2 separate regions of the Mus musculus genome follow, and region 1 is linked to region 2. Evidence: chromatin contacts called from public promoter capture Hi-C data. All regions are on one chromosome and are shown on one strand. Each heading gives the region's core, a stretch centred on a gene start, on an enhancer-like site or on the middle of the called end of the contact. The rest is flanking DNA. Distances are from core to core; before and after follow the strand shown. Region 1 has its middle 35 kb from the start of 4930547E08Rik. Region 2 overlaps Nat10 (N-acetyltransferase 10).

What was found. Capture Hi-C pulls out chosen DNA fragments and counts their contacts.
Region 1: a promoter capture Hi-C map of liver shows a contact between it and region 2. The contact joins two enhancer-like sites. A contact is called at or near these places in 9 of 39 promoter capture datasets (the C10 cell line, the HPC-7 cell line, cranial neural crest and 5 more), 8 of 484 Hi-C or Micro-C datasets (B cells, embryonic stem cells, liver and 3 more), 2 of 115 datasets of contacts at active chromatin or transcription factors (both in embryonic stem cells) and 4 of 9 other capture datasets (adipose tissue, embryonic stem cells, liver and 1 more).

What each region holds. Positions count from the first base shown.
Region 1 is chr2:103,843,235-103,847,898 of GRCm38.p6, reverse strand. No RefSeq gene overlaps it. Among named protein-coding and RNA genes, the nearest start is that of 4930547E08Rik, 35 kb to the right of the region's middle. Within about 2 kb of position 2,283, at least 3 of the 459 cell types and tissues checked have an H3K27ac peak or open chromatin away from gene starts, as enhancers often do. A contact at or near this core is called in liver, where this site is marked.
Region 2 is chr2:103,725,303-103,729,978 of GRCm38.p6, reverse strand. It overlaps Nat10 (N-acetyltransferase 10), which reads left to right. Exons shown (of 29, transcript NM_153126.3): 22 at 1,883-1,979; 23 at 2,066-2,176; 24 at 3,091-3,263; 25 at 3,740-3,859; 26 at 4,217-4,315. Among named protein-coding and RNA genes, the nearest start is that of Nat10, 34 kb to the left of the region's middle. Within about 2 kb of position 1,633, at least 4 of the 459 cell types and tissues checked have an H3K27ac peak or open chromatin away from gene starts, as enhancers often do. A contact at or near this core is called in liver, where this site is marked.

The DNA.
Region 1 (4,664 bases), core at 1,034-3,533, 120 kb before region 2:
AGTTGCTATTGAATATGCTCACTCTAGTTCTTTTTGAACTCTGGCTGGCTGGTTCAACTCAAACTCCTCTCTAAGTTGACTGATTCAATCTGGCTTCTCTTAGTTTCTCACTGAATTGCTCTGCTTGGCCTCATACTAACTTTGTCAATGTGTTCTAATCTTCTGGCTCCTTCTCATTCTCTGGTTTGTTCTGTCTTTGCCTGTGTCTAGCTTGTTCTCTCTTCAACCTGTCTCTGTAAAACTCTACTGGTAAGACTGCCTCCTCCCTCTCTCTGCACTGCCCCTCAAGTAGCTTCCCTTTCCACTCTTTTGTGAGAGTTGGGCGTATCCTATTCTGTCAAATCTTTCTCTGATTTGTCACTTTGTCTGCCACTCAATTAGACATCACTGGATGCTTCCTTCTACAAACTAACTTTAACTTCATTATTTGTCATTAAAGGTGTGTACTAAGGATGTGTGTGTGTGTATATTCTAGCTGGGGGTGGGGGCGGGGGCAGGATTAAAGGTGTGTGCTAAGGGCTGAACCTTGCCACAACTAGAAACAGGTCTTTTTTTTTTTTTTCCAGTAAATAACAACAACCTCTGGGTTCACAGTATGATCAAATATCATGCAACAGTCTATAGTCCTTGAAAGTGATTACCACAAAATGTTCCAGACAGACTTGTGAGAGAGCATAGGCATCCTATTTTTAAAACAGTATCAACTGTGTTTCTTGCAGAACTCCACAACAAATTTAAGGAGTGAGATTTGTCCTTCTCGCTGGTTCAGAGGGGCAGGGTGGAGGAGGATGACCTGGTACAAATAGCTTGCAACACACTTTTAGCCTTTGAACCACTTGATTACAAATTTCAACCCACTTTAAATCAATACAGAGTGATACCAAAGCCAACCTGGCCTCAGATCCACTTACAATGTTGTGAGGTTTACTTGTTTGTATCCTTGGCTGGCCTGGAGCTTGCTATGACAACCAGGCTACCCTTAAGCTCAGAGAGATCCACTTGCCTCTGCCTCCTACATTCTGGAATCAAGGCCAGCAGACCTTTATTGGCTGTATCCAATAAAGAATCTCTGTATACCCTGACTGTCCTGGAACTCACTCTGTAGACCAGGCTGGCCTGGAACTCAGAGACCTGCCTGCCTCTGCCTCCTGAGTGCTGGGATTAAAGGTGTGTGCCACCATGTTTTTAAAGTGAGGAGGGGAAGAGAAGTTGATGGTTGCTGTGTTCCATTTACTACAGAGTTGCTTTTTAGCATCAGCAGAAGGCCACATGGTTTCCCCGGAGCTTTTGAACTACATATTTCCCTCTCTCATCTCTTACCTGCTTGGTGTAGTCTGTGCTATTTTCCCTACTGGTCCTCCCTTTGCATGAGGAGGCAATGACCGCTGGTGCAGGAGTGTTTGTTTAGCCGAGCCACCCCACCATCATTCCATCCTCCAATGTACCCTTTGTTCCCCACCTGAGAACTGGGCTTGCTTTCAGGATCAGAGATGGCACTTTGATACTCTTCGCCTCCAGTGGGCCTTGTTAGTTTTCTTAGGATACCAATAGGTGGTGGAAGCTACCCACAAACTACTTCCCTTGGGAGCTCAGCCTTATTAGTGAGAGACATGATTGGAAGGCTGAAGCAGCAGGCTAGAAATCTATATGCTTTCAGTCCCAACCTTAGCCATAAAACCAGCCCAAATCAAAGACCACACAGGCAGGCAGACAATGTGGGCTGAAATTTCAAATATGAAACCTCAAGGATGACATCATCCATTTACTGCAACTTACTCAAATGCTTCTAAAAAAGGGAATGTAATAAACAGGTGAGAGTCCTGTGAGAAACACATCCAAGTCTATACAGAGCACTCAATCTCCATGCAGACCAGGACTCTCGCCCAGCCTCTGCAGCTGCCCTTATCAAATGCCCCTTCCCCAGACTCAGCTATGCACAGACCAAAGGACAGCAGGAGCTACAGCAATTCTGCAGGAAATGTACCTGCATATTGCATCTTCAGGAGCCTGCATAGCAATCTAACAGGGAGTAGGACCCTGCCCTGGGGGCAGGAACCCACCCCCACCCCCATAGGGCACTGGCCGCCATTGGTGCTCCCAACCTGTCAGTCAAGAGCCAACAGTATCAGCAAAAGGCTATCAGCCTTCAGGAAGTGTCCAAGCACTCGACTAACACAGTACACAAAGAGTTAATGTTCAGGACACAACAGACGTAAGAGCAAAACCAGCTGACTATTGAGGGAGGCTTTGAGGATACACCGCTCTTTGTGGCTCAAAGTTGTTTATAAATTAGAAATAATAGTGTCAGGGAGAGCCTGGACATGGTGGCCCACATCTTTGATCCCACCGCTGGGATCTTTGAGTTTGAGGCCAGCCAGGTCTACAGAGTGAGTTCCAAGACAGCCAGGGTTACATAGAGCAACCCTGTCTCAAAAACAAACAAACAAAACCACCACTGCAACAAAGTGATAATACTAAGCAACAAATACTTGAGAAAAGGTGATTGCAGTTGAAGAGTTTTAAGGCCTTTATTATGCTTTAAGGAAGATAATGCTGTTTGCTAACATTAAATTTGGTTAAGACAGACACTATTGCATAGGCCAGCAAGATTTTGCTGAAAGGACCCTGATATAGCTGTCTCTCTGTCTGTCTGTCTGTCTCTCTCTCTCTCTCTCTCTCTCTCTTATTTTGGTTTTTTGAGACAGGGTTTCTCTGTGTAGCCCTGGCTGTCCTAGAACTCACTCTGTAGTCCAGGCTGGCCTCGAACTCAGAAATTCGCCTGCCTCTGCCTCCCAAGTGCTGGGATTAAAGGCATGGGCCACCACCACCCAGCGATATAGCTGTCTCTTGTGAGGCTATGCCAGTGCCTGGCAAACACAGAAGTGGATGCTCACAGTCAGCTATTGGATGGAACACAGGGCCCCCAATGGAGGAGCTAGAGAAAGCACCCAAGCAGCTAAAGGGATCTGCAACCCTATAGGTGGAACAATATGCACTAACCAGTACCCCCAGAGCTCGTGTCTCTAGCTGCATATGTAGCAGAAGATGGCCTAGTCGGCCATTATTGGGCAGAGAGGCCCCTTGGTCTTACAAACTTTATATGCCCCAGTACAGGGGAACACCAGGGCCAAGAAGTGGGAGTGGGTGGGTAGGGGAGCAGTAGTGGGGAGGGTATAGGGGATAGCATTTGAAATGTAAATGAAGAAAATACCTAATAAAAAATTGGAAAAAATTGGTTAAGAAACTTGCACATTTATGAAGTAGCCAATGTAAGAGTAAAGATGGAATATAGTCTGGATATAGTTATCTATGTTTATAATCCCAAATCCCAGCACTCAGGGGCCTGGGTCCAAAGGATCTTGGTTTGAAGCCATCTTAGGCTCATATAGACAAGCTTGGGCAAGACAGCAAGATTCTAGCAATAAAAAACAAATTTTTGGGTAAGATAGATTAGTGGCTATCTATGTGAAAGCCAGTAAAGAAGAGAGTCAGAATTTAAAAACAAACAAACAAAACAATACAAAACAAAACAAAACAAAGCAAAGAAAAAAAACAACTTATTTCAAAGAGGGTAACAGAGGAAAACTCAAATTTTTCACACAGGCTGGAGATTTGGCTGGTAAAGTGTTTGCCTATCATGCCCAAAGTCCTAGGTTCAATCCCTAGTGCCCCAGATAACGGGCATGCTGTTGCATGTCTGTGACCCCAGTACTTGGGAGAGAGATTAGAAAAAGAAATGGAAAACTTCAGTGGGATTTACAGATCAATGAAGAAATTATATTGGCAAGCTAAAACTCTTATCTTATACAAAACAGTGAGAAAAAGGTCATGGGTAGGGCTGCACACCCTTAATATCAACACTCTGGAGGAGGAGGGCAGCGGATCGCTACAAGTCCAAGGCCAACCTGGCCTACTTATCAAGCTCCAGGACAGCAAATGCTACAAACTGAGACCCTGTCTCCAAAAAGAAGAGGAAGAGAAAGAGTGGAAGGGAGAAGGAGAAGGGGAGGGGGAGTAAGGATAGGAGAGATGGTTCAACAGTTAAGAGCACTGGCTGCTCTTCCAGGGGACCCAGGTTCAATTCCCAGCACCTACATTGCAGCTCACAGCTGTCTGTGACTCCTGTTCCAGGGGATCTGACACCCTCACACAGATATACGTGCAGGCAAACCCACCAGTGGACATAAAAATAAATTATTTTTAAAAATAAGAAAGGACTCTTCAGGCTTGGGCATGGGCTTCGACCAAGAAGATCGGGATCATCAGGAAATACGGGACCCGTTATGGTGCTTCCCTCCAGAAAATGGTGAAGAAAATTGAAATCAGCCAGCAAGCCAAGTACACTTGTTCCTTCTGCAGCAAGACGAAGATGAAGAGACAGACGAGCCGTCAGCATCTGGCACTGTGGTTCCTGCATGAAAACAGTGGCCGCTGGGGCCTGGACCTACAACACTACCTCTGAAGTCACAGTGAAGTCGGCCATCGGACTGGAACTGAAAGGCCAGTAGAAGCCCTATCTGAGATTCGCCTAGCCTTCAATAAATGGGTTGACAGGCTGGAGAGATCGCTCAGCGGTTAAGAGCACTGACTACTCTTCTGAAGGTCCTGAGTTCAAATCCTAGCAACCACATGGTGGCTCACAACCATCTACATTGTCATCTGAT
Region 2 (4,676 bases), core at 384-2,883:
GGAGTTCCCTAAGTGTGTATAACAGAACTGAGTGTTAATGGTTTCTGAAGGAGAGAGGTGGGCAGCAGATGATTGGGAGGGTGAGAAACAGCGGTGAGTTCCTGGAATGCAGTTAGTGTCTGTGGGAAACAGCCAGTGCATGGGGAAGCCTGAAGCTTGTTTTCTAACAGGTAAAAGCAGCAAGCAGTGAGGAACACTGCTCCTCATGGTGGCAAATGCTGGTTGTAGCATAGTGGCCTATCCTGCAGCTTAAACCTAAACCAGATGACTGGAAGGGGCCAGAACTGAAGAAAGTGGTCAGGGATAGAGACAGATGGAGCTTGGAGAGAATGCCACAGCATTCTCACTTTTTAAAAATATTTTTAAAGATATATTTACTTATTTATTATGTATACAGTGTTCTGTCTGCATTTATGTCTGCACACCAGAAGAGGGCATCAGCTCCTGTTACAGATAGCCACCATGTGATTGCTGGGATTTGAACTCAGGACCTCTGGAAGAGCAAACAGTGCTCTTAACCTCTGAGCCACCTCTCCAGCCCAGCATTCTCATTCTTAAATGGAACTTTCAAGCTGTCTAGTTCACCACATAACAAAACATAGGAGAGGTTTCTTGGTGGGTTTCAAACAGGACCCTAATAGTCCAGTGATGATCACCCTGGGTACTCAGCATAACTACTACTGACGTTCACTCCTGCTCTGCGGCACTTGGCATCTCCAGGTTGTATGTACTTGGTGAATAGATGCATACTTAGATGCTGCTGACATCACATAGAGCAGGAGGACAGGTGGCTACTGGATTTGCCAGGACTGGTGCTCAGAATGGAGTAGGGCTTGTTACAGTTGGTGATAATGGGAGGTGGGGATATAGGCATGAGTAGACATTGTTTCCCAGAGGGGAAGCGAGCAGAGAGCAGGGTAGCTGTGGCGTGTGCATGGGGAGGACATGTTGGGTAGAAGAGTCTTGGCCTTTGTTCACTGTAGAGACAGGGAATGCAGGAAGAGAGGGCTGACTGCGAGGGCAGGCCTTGTGGGGTCAGGACACTGAAACCCAGGATTTCGAGGTTTGCTAGCAACTCATCCCTCACTCCAGGAGGGTCATGGGGAGTGTGAGTGCAGCAGTAAGAGAGTGAAGATGTCCAGTCACTTCTGTTTTCAAGGCCCACAGTGCTGAAGCGGGCAAGCACATGTGTCTTTTGGAGAATGCAAATCTGGTATTCAAGTTTGGTGGTGAATGTCCATTTGAAGTCTGGCATGTGACATGGAGACTCCCGTGCGGGCTGGCAGGGAGTGGAGATGGGCTCGTGCCTGTCGGCATACTTATCTAGATAGACAGATGCGCTCAGCAGTTGCTTGCAGGGAGGACGTAAATCTGTGAGCCACAAACAGGCCATAGGCATCCTTTGACCTTGTCCCTTTGACCTTTGTCCTTGTCCCTTGACCTGCTTGCTCTGACCTGTCGTTGCCGTTAGATGCTGCCATGCAGTTCTGAGAACTTATGTAGTAAAAGGTCCAAAACTCTGTAATCTTGCACCATGTCAGCCCCTAGTGAAGCTTGAAGCATCCAGAGTCTGAGCAAGACTGTCTCTTACACAAAGCATGTATAAACATACCGGCTGCCAGCTGGGCGTCTGAGTTTGCTGGGAAGTTTCTGCTTTATAAGGAACAAAGTTCACTGACAGGGTGAGGGATTGAAGCCTGCCTTCATGGCCTTGACTTCAGTGAAAGGAGTGGGTGCGGAGCAGAAATCAGGCCTTACCTAAACTCCTGCTGGGCCTGCTCCAATCCCGTGGCCTCTTAGGCGGCTGCCTACCATGCGAGCCCATGGGGGCAGGGTGGGAGCACCATGACATTGGTTCCAAGCAATAATGTGTGTCCCCTAGAACGACCTGACTGGGGAACACTCGTGCATTATGCTGAAGACGCTGGCCGATGAGGATGAGGCTGAGCAGGGAGCTTGGCTGGCAGCATTTTGGAAAGGTAAACGCCAGACGAGTGGAGAGGGGACAGTGAGGTGACAGGCCAGGGCACCTGCAGATTGCTAACTGCCTTTCTGTGCCCTGCAGATTTCCGAAGACGGTTCCTGGCCTTGCTGTCATACCAGTTCAGCACCTTCTCTCCTGCCCTGTCTCTGAACATCATTCAGAACAGGAACGTAGCCAAGTCAGCCCTGCCAGGTGAGCTGTCACCCAGGAGCTGAGGGCTGCTCTAGTCCACAGTCTCCATGCTGCCTGCTGTTCCCCAAGCCTCTCTCCTGCCCAGGCTGTGCCTGGATTTCAGGTGTAAGACAGGTTCACACAGTGGTTAGCTATGGAACCTGGGCTCTGAGGGGAACTAGCTCAGTCTCGGGGCTCTGTGTTCGAGTATTTATGAAATAGCACCAAGAATATGTCTCAGCCTTCTGACTGGTATATAGAAGAACTATATAACTATAAAGCTATATAGCTTTATAAATCTAGAAAGCATAGAATCATTGTTTAGTTGGATGAAAATTTTAAAAATTGCATAGGAGGTCATGAGCAGTCATTTTGTTCTATTAACAGTTACATTTATATATATTTTTATGTGTATATCTGTGGCTATGCACACGTTCTTATGTGTATATTATGTCTTGTGGGTTGTATTTTGATGGGAAAATCTGGGTTCTTTGACCTGGGCAGAGCATGTAAGGTGACCCTGGAGAAAGAGTGACAAATGGGGAGAGTGGAGGTGTGTCCTTAGAACGTTAGGGCACGAGGATCTTTCTTGGACCCAGCATATTGGTGGTTGTCTGAACTACCAGCCTGGGATTATGTTATTGGTAGCAAGGCATCTTACCACATTTACTTAGAGACTTATGTGTGCCTTATTTTGTCTGCATGTGTGCATTTGTACCTGGTGCCTGTGGCGGTCAGAGGGCGTCAGAGTCTCTGGAAGTTGAGTTATTGTTGGTTGTGAATTATCACATGTGGGTTCTGGGTTTTCTGCAAGAGCAGCGAGTGCACTTAACTGCTGAGCCGTCCAGCCCCTTCCTGGTTGGCCTTGTGTGCTGCGTCCTATCCTGTGAGGGCTGCAGACTGCCCTGACTGGTGGGCTCTTGTTGCATGCACAGCCCTAGGCCGGGAGCATCTGGAGGCACTTTTCCTTCCCTATGACCTGAAGCGTCTAGAGATGTACTCTCGGAACATGGTCGATTACCACCTCATCATGGATCTTATCCCAGCCATTTCCCGCTTGTACTTCCTGAACCAGCTAGGAGACCTGTCCCTGTCGGCTGCCCAGTCGGTAGGTCACCTGGGACTCCATGGGGGACAAGGGAGGACAGTGGAGCTGTTGGTGCTGGGCCCTTAGATGAGTCCTTGGAAGTAGCTTTGTGCCTTTAGCCCTGGCAGAGCTAATGGTGGCCCATCCTCACTCTGCAGGCCGAGGCGAGCAATGTGGCTGTATTGTTAGCAAGCAGACTGCTACACTTTGAACCCACACTCTCCCTGCCACCTTGTCACCCTACCAGAAGGCCAGGCTATCCTGCACTCCGGATATATGTGGTTTTTTTGTGAAGTTGATGTTTTTTGGGACAATGTGAACTAAAGTGCATTTTAGGAAGGAAGGAGTGTTCCTGCCTTAGTTGCAGGATGGAAGATGCCAAACCCCCACTGCTGCTCTCTGGTTTCTGCTTCATCAAATGAGGCAGCTCCATTCTAGGCTATTGTAATGCGCAAGGCTATCTTGGAAGCCAGTCCAGCTGATTCTCCTTCCTTCAGGCTCTTCTCTTGGGAATTGGCCTACAGCACAAGTCTGTGGATCAGCTGGAAAAGGAGATTGAGCTGCCCTCAGGCCAGTTGATGGGGCTTTTCAACCGGATCATCCGCAAAGTTGTGAAGGTGACCTTGGTCCATGGGCAGGATTTTGGTCTTTTCAGTAACATAACACATCCACTCTTTGTTTATAATAAGTACTAAAACTTAGATGTATTTGCGCAGATCTACACACACACACACACACAGTGGAAGTAGGTGGGTGGCGTGTCAGCCAGTGTCTGTGAACTGGATTTCTTCTCAGAGACCCCACTGCTGGGATTTGTATATACTCTGCCTGTGTCTATGCTTGTGCTGTGATCAGCTATGTTCCTAATGTCTGAAGCATTGCTTTGAGTACTTTTCTTTGAGACACTGAAGAGTGAGTGACAGACCCTGCTGCTCCTGCATCTTTTCTTTCCTCCTGTTGTGTTGTCCTTGTAGCTGTTCAATGATGTGCAGGAAAAGGCTATTGAGGAGCAGATGGTGGCAGTGAAGGATGTGGTCATGGAGCCCACTATGAAGACCCTGAGTGATGACCTGGTATGTCCCCGCTGTAGAGGTCCCAGTGTTCCCCTTGGCCACTGTTAGCCTGTCGATGTAGACCACCCTCCTCCTCTGCTTCGGAGCTGTCCTGCAGGCTGGAGGTGCTGGTACACGGCTTGCATTTCTGTATCCTCAGGCTGAGAGGTAGGGGAGTTGTTCACCAGCTTGAGCTGCTGTTTAGAGAATTGCAGGTCAGCCTGGGATACAGAACAACTGAAGGATTGGGTCCTGTGCACTGACTTAACTAAGTGGCACTCTGTAGGTCCAAAGCCAGTGTGGTTCTCACTGAGTGCGTGAGTGTGGGAACCTCGAGGCTGTTGCTGCAAATGTTGGTTACCCTTTTGATGCTTTTCCAAAT